2 separate regions of the Mus musculus genome follow, and region 2 is linked to region 1. Evidence: chromatin contacts called from public promoter capture Hi-C data. All regions are on one chromosome and are shown on one strand. Each heading gives the region's core, a stretch centred on a gene start, on an enhancer-like site or on the middle of the called end of the contact. The rest is flanking DNA. Distances are from core to core; before and after follow the strand shown. Region 1 holds the start of Adcyap1r1 (adenylate cyclase activating polypeptide 1 receptor 1). Region 2 has its middle 4.7 kb from the start of Gm38820.

What was found. Promoter capture Hi-C pulls out the DNA fragments that hold promoters and counts their contacts.
Region 2: a promoter capture Hi-C map of hippocampal neurons shows a contact between it and region 1, with 5 times the contacts expected there. The contact joins the enhancer-like site here to the promoter of Adcyap1r1 in region 1. A contact is called at or near these places in 12 of 39 promoter capture datasets (the 3T3-L1 cell line, 3T3-L1-derived adipocytes, the SN4741 cell line and 8 more), 1 of 484 Hi-C or Micro-C datasets (embryonic stem cells) and 1 of 115 datasets of contacts at active chromatin or transcription factors (embryonic stem cells).

The regions. Positions count from the first base shown.
Region 1 is chr6:55,449,629-55,455,557 of GRCm38.p6, reverse strand. It overlaps Adcyap1r1 (adenylate cyclase activating polypeptide 1 receptor 1), which reads right to left and starts at 3,580. Exons shown (of 17, transcript NM_007407.4): 1 at 3,190-3,580.
Region 2 is chr6:55,806,603-55,812,531 of GRCm38.p6, reverse strand. It overlaps a transcript of Itprid1 not described here. Among named protein-coding and RNA genes, the nearest start is that of Gm38820, 4.7 kb to the right of the region's middle. Within about 2 kb of position 3,746, at least 4 of the 459 cell types and tissues checked have an H3K27ac peak or open chromatin away from gene starts, as enhancers often do. A contact at or near this core is called in hippocampal neurons, where this site is marked.

The DNA of each region.
Region 1 (5,929 bases), core at 2,331-4,830:
TCAAGAACGAATTAGCATGCTAAGACAACATCAGAGGTATTTAAGGTGTGCTGGCTCCAGCTACACTGCAAGGGTGGGGGCATCCCCTGAGTACAGTGGAGACTTCCCCCAGGACTGACAGACAGATGCCTCTTGGAGACCAAGTGGAACAGCTTGTGCTCAGGCATCTTGAGCCCTCAGATCAGACATCCTTTCTCTTCAACCTTTTAGACCCTCTCACCTCTAACCTTCCATCCCAGGGGCTAGCAAATCTTCCTGGCTGCTCAGATTCACTTTGTTCCTAATTTTTGAACAGCCAGAAAGTCAAGTACAGATTCTAATCAATGCATTTTTTAAGTAGCCAGGAATTTTTTTTAAAAAAGGAATTGCCTGAATAATGAATTGCATGAAATCAAAATATTGGGTGTCTGCAATGTTTGTTAAAACATAGTCAAGTTTAGTTTCTGTTCATATATCCTCTGTGCAGGACAAAGTCATTATAGTCAAGTGCAATGCCCACAGAGTCTAAAATACTAACTAGATTCACGGGAGGGTGAGGGGGGAGTCACATCCCATGTTCTAGGCTCCTGCAACACAGTGTATACACACACACACACACACACACACACACACACACACACACACACCTGAACCTTCATTAAGGCTGGCTTTGTGACCAAATGTTCCCAGACCTTTCGTGAGAATGTCTTTCTGTTGCTGCCTACTTCCCTCTCTCATCCCGGCGCCCAGGCAGGTATCAAGGGACGCGTACATGCCTTCCCAGCTGTGTGTCACTCCTCTGTGTGTCAGTGTGGGGGTGGGTATTATTGTGTGCTTCTGACGGCATCCAGAGCTCAGTACAAACACATCACAGCGAAGGGTTTTCCTGCCTCCATGTTCCCAGGCAGCTGGAGCGTGAGGGCCAATCCATTCAGACGTACAAGCCCAGCTCCTTTTAGTCAGAGGTGGCTGGAAGCTTCTGAGGCCTCTCTGCCTTCTGGGGGTAAAAAAGCCCCCACCTCTCCTGCCTGGGGCATCACAGCTCTCCTCACACATATCCTCAGGCCCTTCAGTCACCTCAGGGTCAGCTCCAAAGCCAGTGACTCTCAGGTGAGCATGACACTCCTGATCCTAGGCAAACCTCTGCACTGGGCACCCTGGGTTCTGCCATTTGGTCAACAATCCTGAACGATGAACAGAACGCATCCCTGCCAGACCACCTCCTCAGTGAGAAAACCGCCTTGTGGCCCTAGCTACTGTCCTTTCTAGACTCCCACCTGGGTGCTGATCTATAAATATCCACTGAGTCCATGTCACCATTCAATACAAATGGAAGAAAGGAGTGTCCAGAAGTAGGAGCATGACAGAGAGGTGACCATGTGAGAAAACAAGAGCTCCAAAGTGCTTCCCCAATCAGCCCCCCACGAGCCTGAAACACACACACACACACACACACACACACACACACACACACACACACACACACACACACAAAACAGGATGTGAATGCGAGCTTTAGCCTGGCTCAGTCTTGGGAGTACAGGAAAAGGTCCTCCTCCAGGCTCACCACAGACATGTTTCCTCGATACACAGAGACAGACAGACAGACAGACCCTTGGGGATCTCAGCACAGATGCACCACCACCCATGAACCACTACTGATGGCAGAAAGTAGGAGGGACCACATCTGACTCCTGGTCACACCACACACACTTGTTGATGGATTGGTCAGAAGATCTGGCTCAAGGCCGGCTCCAGCATGTCCTGTCTTTAATTTGTGTGTTCAGAGTTTGGCTTGTGTCCAGACTGGGGCCTTTGCCTGTTCTTTCCAAGGTCAATGAGGAGCAGGAGTCCTAGGCCTGCACTTGGGAATGGGGGCTCCTCCAGCCTTACCTGCCACCATATCAGATGCATCTCAAGGCCTTCTGAGCAAAGAGCTACCTGCTATCCCTGGGCTCCAAAAGGCCTCATCACAGTACAAGTAACCCTTGTCCCAAACCCACAGCCACCCTCCAGCCTGCAGCTTGACCTTCCGAATGGTCTGCCTCAGTCCAACTGCAGTCTGGGGGCAGACTGCCTTCCACGTCCTCTGTATGGGCTCTAAATTCCTACATACCCTCACAGGAATGCACCTGAGCTGCCACAGGGAAAAAAAAATCCAAACAGATGCCTATTTCTCTCTCTTTAGGCCATGAGGGAATTATGGGACATACAGCCTGAAGTAAAGAAAAGTAGTCACAGCAGCCCTGAAATGGACTGAGGAATTAGCCAGACCCCCTCTCATGCCAAGGTGGTCCAGAAGGCTCTGGGTTCCTAGAACTGAAGCTCCACTCCCTAGCAGCGAGGGAAATGCCATCGCCATCCCCTTCCTGCGTGTTTGCTCCTGAAGATCTAGTTCCACGAACTGGTGCCTGGTCCCTTGCTCTTGCTGACAATATGATCCTGCTCCCAGTAGTCAGCTAGCTACTGCAGAGCCTGGGCCTTTAAAACAAACATCAGGGGTCTCGGAGGGGCCCACTACAGCAACCCCACTCCCACAGCGATTTTCCCCCACAGGCCCTGCAGGGCGTTTCCTTGTTAGACCACCAACCCCCAAGCGTCTCTTGGTCAACCTCTCCCCGAGCCCCGGGGAAAGACTATCCTTAGGATAGTCCTATAGCCGTAGGGCTATCCTTTTAAAAACAATGCTAAAGCTTATCTCTATTGGGGGCACAAACTAAATTGATCCCTATCTTATCTCCGCAGCTCATCCCTCAAACGCCCTGCAGACTGTAGAACCGAGTTCCCAAGAGACCCTCCAGCATTTCTTTCCAAATCCACGTAGGCGCTTTGGTCCGACCTGGAGACAGGGAGATCGAGCTCTGGGGGATCTCTGGCCGTAGTGTCATTCGTGCCCCTGAATGCCTCTTTCTGGCACCAGAAAAGGCTGAGACAGCTAGGCCGATACTCACTGAATGGTCTACAATAATGTGCTCCAAGCCACGGTCCGACACTTGGATGGAGCAGAGAGAAGCGTAGGCAGCCCGCGGCGGCGGGAGAGGATGGGCTCCGACTCTGTGCCCCGCGTTGGCCCTCGCTGGCTTTGGGTTTGGCAGAGCACGCGGCTCCTGGAGACCTCTGGGCTGAAGGAGGGGTCCAAGGGCCCCGCTGGAAAAGGGTCTGGCGCTGGGCGAGTGCGGAGCAGAAGGACAGGCCAGGAGTGGTCCTTACCTGATGGCCTCGGGGCTGGTCGGGACTGCTGGGCGCAGGGGCTGAAGGTGCAGGAGGACGCGCAACCCGCGAATCCGCGCCCAGAGCCGCACTGGCTGGAGCGTGTGCGCCGCGGAGCGCGCGCCGAGCCTGGTCTCTCGGTGCGTGTGGCCGCGAGCAGCCAAGTCTGTGTGTCCCTGCGCCGCGGTGTGTGCGTACTGCACAAGGGACCGCGCTGCTCCAAAGTCGCAGCCAGTCGCAGTCGGGAATCGGAGCGAGGCGTCCCTCGTCTCCTTTAGCCCACCCTGTGCCACTCGACCGGCTCTGTCCTGCGGGAGAGGCGCCGCCTCTGCTGCGCAGCCAGGCCCGGGGCCGAGGGAGGCGATAGACCACCGCCTCCCCGGCAGACCTCGCAGGCGGGGGGTGGGGTGCAGGCCAATGAGAGCCCGGGGGGCGGGGTTAGGCCGGGGGCAGAGATGGGGAGCTGGATGAGGACCACCGCGCTGACACAAGCCAGAGCTGCAGCAGGGACCCAGGGCGCGGAGGCGGAGGTAACAGCCCCCCTTTCCCAGTTCTGTCGCAGAGCTTCCGGGCTGAGTTGTGCCTTCCTCAGGGCTCACCACCTTTCTGTCCAACAGCAAAACATCCACTAGAGAAAGCCCTCTCCCTCTCTTCTCTGTGTTCCAAGCCTCCTCTGGCAACCTGCCACCTGAGCAAGTCCCTGGCCCTCTTTGGGCCCTCCTCTGCTCACAGTCAGGGGTCTAGAAGGGATGAATTGCAGGTGCCTATCTAGATGTCCTCGAATGTGACACCCCAGAGAACACCTCTATAGCCAGAAAAGGAGTAGAGGTGCTTACGGGAAGTCTGTTAAAAATAAATGAGACTGCCCTGCCAGCTCTGGGAGTTTGGGTGTGCGGCCTGATGTTTCTGAGCCTCCACTTCTTCACCTGCACCACATCGTTTCTATTTCTGGGCTCATGAGAAGAACAACATTGTGTAGGAACAGTCTGTGTGCCAGTAGCAAACTTGTACTAGGCTCATATATTCACTGATGCTAAACAAATTACTATTGTTGTTGGTGATATGGTGTACTCACCCTTCTTCTGGTACAATTTGATAAGCAGGAGCTTAATGAGCAGAACTCAGTCAAATAAGGTCACAGTGCCAATATCCTGCCACCTCCAGTTTGGCATAACTGTGTCCAGTCACAGCATCCTGAGTTCTTTGTATCCCCATCACTTAGTCTCAACTGGCTTCTGTCATTGCCTGTTCAGGCAAGTTCTGAGCCACCCTTGATGTGTGTCCTTCTGAAGAACCTTCAAGGAAGAAGAGGGAAGGAGAAAGAACTTGAGCCTTTTGTTAGCAAGGTCAGTCTAGCTGAAAACAAAAGGACAAGGAGATGGAGAAGACCCATGAATGGGAGCCACACAGAACCCTAACTGGTAAGACCTACATGATCATTTTACATCCGACTTCACAATGAAAACAGAAAGGCTAAGAATAGGAAGCAACCTGATGCTCCAGAAAGATGTATGGAGTGTCCTATATACAGACAGCAAGTTTATGATTCCCCACTTAGTCCAGGAAGCACTGGTCACCTCGTAGACAGCTGGCACTCGCTTGTGTTCTTTCAGGCCATGTTCCAAAGGAAGAGCAGTGGAGAATATGTCTTCTCTCTTAAGAGTGGTCAGGACCCCCTCTAGGGAGAGTACAGCTAGACGCTGGGCAGAAGTCAGCAGTCAATCAGGAGCAGCTCTAGAACGCACTGCATCTCTCTCTGGTCTGTTTTCCCAAACTGGAGGTCAGCTTCTCTACTTGGCCTCCAGCCTTGATGTAGGACGGATCAAATGAGATGTCACCTGTGAAAGTACTCTGCAAACTGCGAGACATTCAAGGGGAGGCAGGGCTGTTGATAGCCTCCACATAGGAAGTGGAACATGAAACATGGGACATTGGCACTAGGGGCTGCCAGGGAGGGGGAGATGCAATCACTTACCCACAGTAGATCAGATCACTCCACTACGGGAATCCTGACGCTTTGAGTTTGTGCATCCAGTTCCTGGCTCATTACATACTGCTGGTTCTTCATGTCTGTGTCTGGGAACCAGAGCCCTGCTTTCTGTTGTGTGTTAGCAGGTGCACATCATGGAATATGAGAAAGACAGTCATGGTGGGTGTCTTCCTCTATCCAGGCAACCAGCTGTGCAGAAAGAAATGAGACATTCATGTAAACCCACATGTCTTCCCTTTGCTTCACAGCCTATGGCCTGAAGGTGAGTCCCTGGCAGACTCCAGGTAGAGGACAGTCAGACTTACTACTTGTACCCAACCTAAGAGCCAGGTATGCCTGAAGTCATCCAAGAGCGATGCTTTTTCCTAGTTGATTCACCTCACAGGAGCACAAAGATGACTTACCAGACCCCAGCAGATGAATGTGTTGTGAGTTATGCCCTCCATCATTCTGTAGGCCCAGCATGGGCTTCTTTGTCATGTGCCTGACTCGGGGATTTGTCTCTGGCTCTCCTAACAAATGTGTTCCTATGAATAAGAACTACACCAATTCTGGTGCCCCAAACCAAGAACAGAGCCAAGATTTCCCATTATCTCTATGGTCACTCACCCAAAAAGCCAACTTCAAATTCTAACCTTGACTCTCCATGCTTCGCAGCTTACCGTCCCCACCCTCGCTGCCTGGCTCTGGAAAGCATTGGGGTAGGAACGAAAGGTTCCCAGAGCCCTCTTGAGGTGCCTTCCCTCCCAG
Region 2 (5,929 bases), core at 2,497-4,996, 360 kb before region 1:
AGGGAACCATGTTCATAGTATACAGTGGCCCCAGGGCACTGTGTTCACAGTATACAGTGGCCCCAGACTTAGTAGTATTATCTAGCCCAAGTCTCCCACAGTACATGGCCACTCAGGAACAAGTGATCAATTCTAGAAAACCACAGAGCTCTGGACCACCTTGAACTTGAGAGCAGTGCTTCTTAGTCAGTATGTGTTAAAGGAAAATGTTTATAAAATTATTTATGATCCATATTCACCAAAAACTCAAGTAACCCAAAATCTTAAAATACATTTCTAGGAGAAAAAAAATGAGAAAGAAAATGAGAGTGGGAGGAACAGGACAGGTAGTGTCTTTCCTTATAATTTTGCAGTTTGTTCACCATAAGATTTAAAGTATTATTTCCTTGATTCCCAGGGGTGTGAGGTTAGGATGGTCCATGGTAAACCATTTACTTAGGAACCCCAGACACCATCACAGGCCTGGGTGTAAGAGTTACCTTTAGCTACTGAGAAGAGTAGACAGAATGGTGAGTTTCTCAAACCCAGTGAATAAACAGCTGAAGCCTCAATACAGCCCTAAGCTCAAATCCATCCATTTCTAGTGCAGCACCCTGTATCATGTGAAGAACAGCTATTCCTTTATTCCTGATTCTTTCGTTCATTCACTGAACATGATATCAAAGTGTCACTGGTGATGAATCAGTTTGAAACACTAAGAAGCCAAATGACAGACTAGCTTCAAACTAGGGCTGAGGATTTTAGAGTCTGTCTGGAATGGTGATAACATTCTGGCAGAGAGAAGGTTGGGGCCACTCTGTTCACTCTTGGGCTTGGGGGGGGGGGGGACCTGACTGGGCAGGACAACTATGTCGGGGTGGATGATCCAGGTGAAGCAGGAGAAGCAAAGTCAAGATGCTGGCACAGTGGACATGATTGGGCAGGAGGATGAGTTGTCCCTGCTGCAGCAAAAGCTTGTCTGGCCACCTTTACTGGGGTGAGGGAAGGAAACCACAGGCCCACCAGGAAGCCAGTCTACGACCATGCGACCATGCGTATGGGGGTGGAGAGAGACAGAGGAAAACTCAGAAATGAGAATCTGCAGCTAGAAAAGCGGGTGCAAAGAAACATGGAAATGCAAGAAGCTGGTAAAGGAGAGAGCAGAAGGCAGGCGGCATCTGTGAGCTCAAGGACAGGAGGAAGGAAGAAGGCGGAGGAGGCGGCAACTGCAGTCAGGTTCTCAGCAGCACTAAAATTGTTCCTGCCACTTGGCAGGAGTCAGTTCAGATGTCTTGGATCCAACTGCCTCTCCTTATACTCATTCAGATAACTGTCAATTGGTGAGGCTCATGGACCAAAGGATGCTTGGCAAATAGCCTTTCTCTCCGTGGTGGTGATTTAAGCCCTCAATGTGTTGTTTATGGAAGTAATGACTAAGGCAACGAGTTACTCCTGCCAAACTGGACCGTAAGACATTTGGCATGTCTGATTAAAAGTTTATGGAGCACAGTTTAAGTATACCTAATCTGTCTTAGAAAATATTAACTTAGAGTTTAAATGAATAGACGGTGAGTACTATTACTCCATCTTCAGGCATCTTTGTGGCACTCGCTTTATTATCGACCACTTGTAGTAGTGAAAAAAGAAAGAGTCCTCATATCATAGGAAACCTTGCAAATTTCTAAGCTTATTATGCATTTGATTCCTTCAATAAGTCTTTAAAACAGAATATGCAAGAGATTGTCATTCTAATTATTCTCATTTTGCAGAAGTGAACTTGAGGCTCAGAGAGCTACAGAACTTTAATTTACCCATGTCACAGGATGTGATTAGTGGCAGTGCTAAAGCCAGGTCTCTTAAACAAGACTGTTCTTACCACAGATTTTCATACTCCAACCTAGACAACCCATGGTTGTATCGACAATTCTGGAATGATAACGTGGTGCTCATGTCATTATCTTCTCCTGAAGACTGGCTGGAAGACCTTTCACGGACACAGCTGTAGAACCACTTTGATCTAACATCCCTAGATCTTAGAGCATCTAATAGCTGAAAGAGAGTAGCAGTTGGTCTATCAAAATAAAGATTGTAAGGTGCTATTGTCAAGCAGAATGCAGAGTGCTGAAGGATGGAACAGAAGGTGGAGGATGTGATTAGAAGCAGAAAAAAATAAAAACACAGAAAATCCGTTTTCTTGAGATCCTCTGAGAGAAGTAGGGACCCTCAGTGTGCACAGGAGGAAAGAGGAAATGAATGCATACTTAGAACACGGACCTTAGAGCATGTCTTTCTGGAAGGCAGAAGGAAAGTTGAGCATCAGATCCCACCCTGCTCTGTGTCAGGGACTACGCCCAAACTTTTAGAGGGGATATTCAATCAATGAGTACCTGTCCACCCCTCACCGTACACCAAACACAGCTATAGATGTTAAAGATGCTCAAGTAAATAGACAGACTAGAATGACCAGAAGATTCACCTCCTCCTCTTCTGGTAGTTTATCAGGGAAAGGTAAATCTTGGTATGAAACCAAAACAAGTGGTCACAGGTCTCTGGATGTTCCGCCCTTCTTGGGAGGTTTCTATTCTACACAGTTGCTCCGGTCTGCCTCACAAACATGCAAACTACAATATCCTTGGATGCCTTCTCTTCTCCAGAGCCCATTTTCTGGTAAACTCAACCTAGGTGCTCTTCTTTATAGGACACTGAATTGTTGGTGACCATGGGTGTAAAGTCAAGCCTATGCATAGCAATTCCTCCCATCCCAGGAAATTACAGTTCATACGTAAATCTCACAGTGCTCACGACCTGTGTGTCTATGCCTTGTGTATAAAGCTCAAAGACCCTCTTCACATAAAATAAGCTTGCCTGTGGCCAGGAAGGGCAATAAGCATTTAAGTGCATTATATTATGCCATTCCATCCTACTGACTTTGTCCTAATTGAGCAGGCTTGAACCTCTGCAGGTGACAGATGTCTTTCATTCCCGTCCATAATATGCTGGACACAAAAGCAAGAATCCCGTCCCTGTGCATATCAGAGCCAAAGGGCTGGAATCTTATCAGGAATACTTTGGGAGCCCTAAGCCAAAGGTCTGTTAATTCACGATACTGCAATAAAATTGATTCTGCTAGGGTCCTTGGGAGAGTTACAGATGACTTCCTTTTAAGAACCATTTTATTTACTTACTTATTTATTTCCATGGTGATATTAGGGAATCAAACCTAGGGCTTTGCACATACTGGACAAGTGCTCTAGCATTGAGCTACATCCTCTGGGCAGCACATTTATAGATTCTTTGAGCCAGGATGGGCAACCTTACTCCTACTCCGTGCAAAGAATGAAACAAGGAAGCTACAACTCTGGTCAGTGAAGGAAGAGTTTACACAGACAACGGGGAGAGGGATCTGCAGATTCAATTATTTATATTCTTCATGGTTTTTAATTGTGGCCTCTTTGCCTGGTGTTCTCAACTGCTATCACTTCTGTTAGCTACACAGGTTGATAAAGCTCCCCCATCCTTTAGCCCCAACTGAGGACTTTTCCTTTGAGCAATGCACCCACACATTCCTCTCAGCCACTTCTCAGGTATTTCCACATGTATTCCAGGGATCCAGAAAATTCCCCTTATCTCCATTTTCAAACTTCGCTTATATAACCACCATCTGTCTGGCTTCACAGGCTAAAAATCAAGAATCAATCACTTCCAATCTTTCCCTCACCCGTTCTTCCTTCAACCAATCTGTCACTAAGTCCTGCCAAGTCTTGAGTCTCACATTTCTGGCCCCATAGCTCCCTCTCTGTCCCCCCTCTGTCTGAGATCCAGCCCTAGCCCTTCCAGCTCGTATTCACAATTTTTTGACTGACATTAAAGAGAAAAGATTGTATGTAGATGCTGAAGTCATTATGAAAGTTGTTTTTCAGGGTGGGGCATTACAGGCTATGTAGGAAGGAGCCGCCATGGCATGGAGAAGAGCTTGTTATCTGGATGCATCTAGGACAATGGAGAGTGGTAGGCAAGGAGCAGAGTAGGGAAAGTTACTAAGTAGAAGCATCAGGGGGAAGGGGAGCCGTGGCTAAACAGATTTGATGTGATAGCTGTGCACAACAGGGCAGGAAGGTAAGCTAGTGAAGTTGGTGCATGAGAGTTTTGATCAGATATCAAGGATGCTTGAGCATCATAGTGAGCATAACCAGCAGGATTTGTATTTAAAATTTGGACCAAATGAACAGCCAGTGGGCCAAAGAGAGAGTTCACTCCCATCACCTTTCACCATTGTTCCAAACACACACCACCACGATCTTCCAATAATACACACTTAAGTTGATAGGAAAAAGGCTAAGCACCCAAGCATAGCAGGCTCTCTCCCTTCTACTTCTATGCCTGGGAAGGACGGAGATTTGGTCCTTGATGTCCTTTCTAATCTTCTAACAACGTCACATTTGGGTCTAAGTCTGCAAATCCCTCTTGCAATGGAATCCTTGATCAGCCTGATGCACAGGCCTCTTCTCAGCTCAGTTGCCCTTGTGGCAGTGACCATCCTGAATCCCATTGCTAGGCAGAGTCTGGCACTGAAGCCTGGCACCTTCACTGATGACTATTTCCTACTAAATTGACAGGTCTCTGGATCTGTATGGCCTAGAAGTTAATCCACAGCAATAATATTAGTAAAAACACGAGTAATCATAATATTAATACAAACGAGTATCATGTTTCCTATCACGGCGCTCACTGTGATGTTAGTAGCATAGTTGCTTAATTATGTTTATTTTTCAAATAGTTTTCACAGGGATCCTGTGGAACAATGACTCTCCTTCTTCCCACATGGAGAAGCTGAGTACACTTTACCAAATGAGCACACATCACAGAGCTAGTATAGAGCAAAACTGATTCTCAGTCTCCAGAGCTGACTGACCCCTTGTTCTTCCCCACTAAGAAGCGCTACCACATTACACAGGGTCACAGTGCAACCTGGAACATGGAAAGTAATGGTGGAGACACGGGAGGTGAGTGTAAATAAATGGCTAAAGCTGGAGGACCAAGAGCTGTGAGGTAACACAAGAACAAGCATTGGGTGGTGCCTGAGTGCTGGGAGAGTGGAAAGGGTGTTGTAGATAGAGTGACAGACAGCTCTGGCTAGATGCAACACACATACAGGAACAGTTAGGCAGTGGGCCATGGCTGGAGATGGACAGAGCCAGTTTCTCCAATAAATCTTCCTTGGAGATTTAGCAAAACAAGTTTATTGATTGACACTGTTCTCTTGTTCTCAGGCCTGCCACGTGGCTTATGAGGGCCCCAGGTTCAATCCCTAGCAGAGGACAGAAGTGAAGAACAGACTAAGGAAGAAATCAGGAATAAAAGCCATCTAACAAAGCAAGAAAGAGTTCTCCTTCTAATTTCCCAATAAAACTTCAAGCTTTGGCCCGGTTCTAACCACCTGAAGTCCCTCCCCATCACTGTTGCCCAGGCTAATAATTTTTGTGCTGAAGAAGTTTGAGGTGTGGATTCCATTGCTCCCTGGACAGTGCCAGCAGTAGGAAGGGAGGCACTACTATGAAGTTTCAAGACTCATACTACTTTGAAATTATCACGTAAGAATTGTCACAGGGGGACCCAGTAAGGCTGCAAGTTCTCCTTGCTTTACACTGCAGGACTGAGAAGGGAGTTGGAGGAGATTAATTACATTCTCTGTTAATCAATGCAAAGACATATTTTTCTGTTCCTCCATCTCATAATTTTTATTTCATCTAGTTTGGGCTTTTTTAGGGTTGCCAGATGTCCCAGTTTCAGTGGGACAATCCTGCGTTTTGAAGGTATGTCCCATCTGCTCTTGAAAATATTTCTGTTCACTGCTCTCTTGTCGACTGTGGGGTTTTTAGAGCTGCCAGCCAGAGTAGAGCTGCTGGAGGGAAGATGATAAATTATTGTAACACTATAAAAAATATCACTC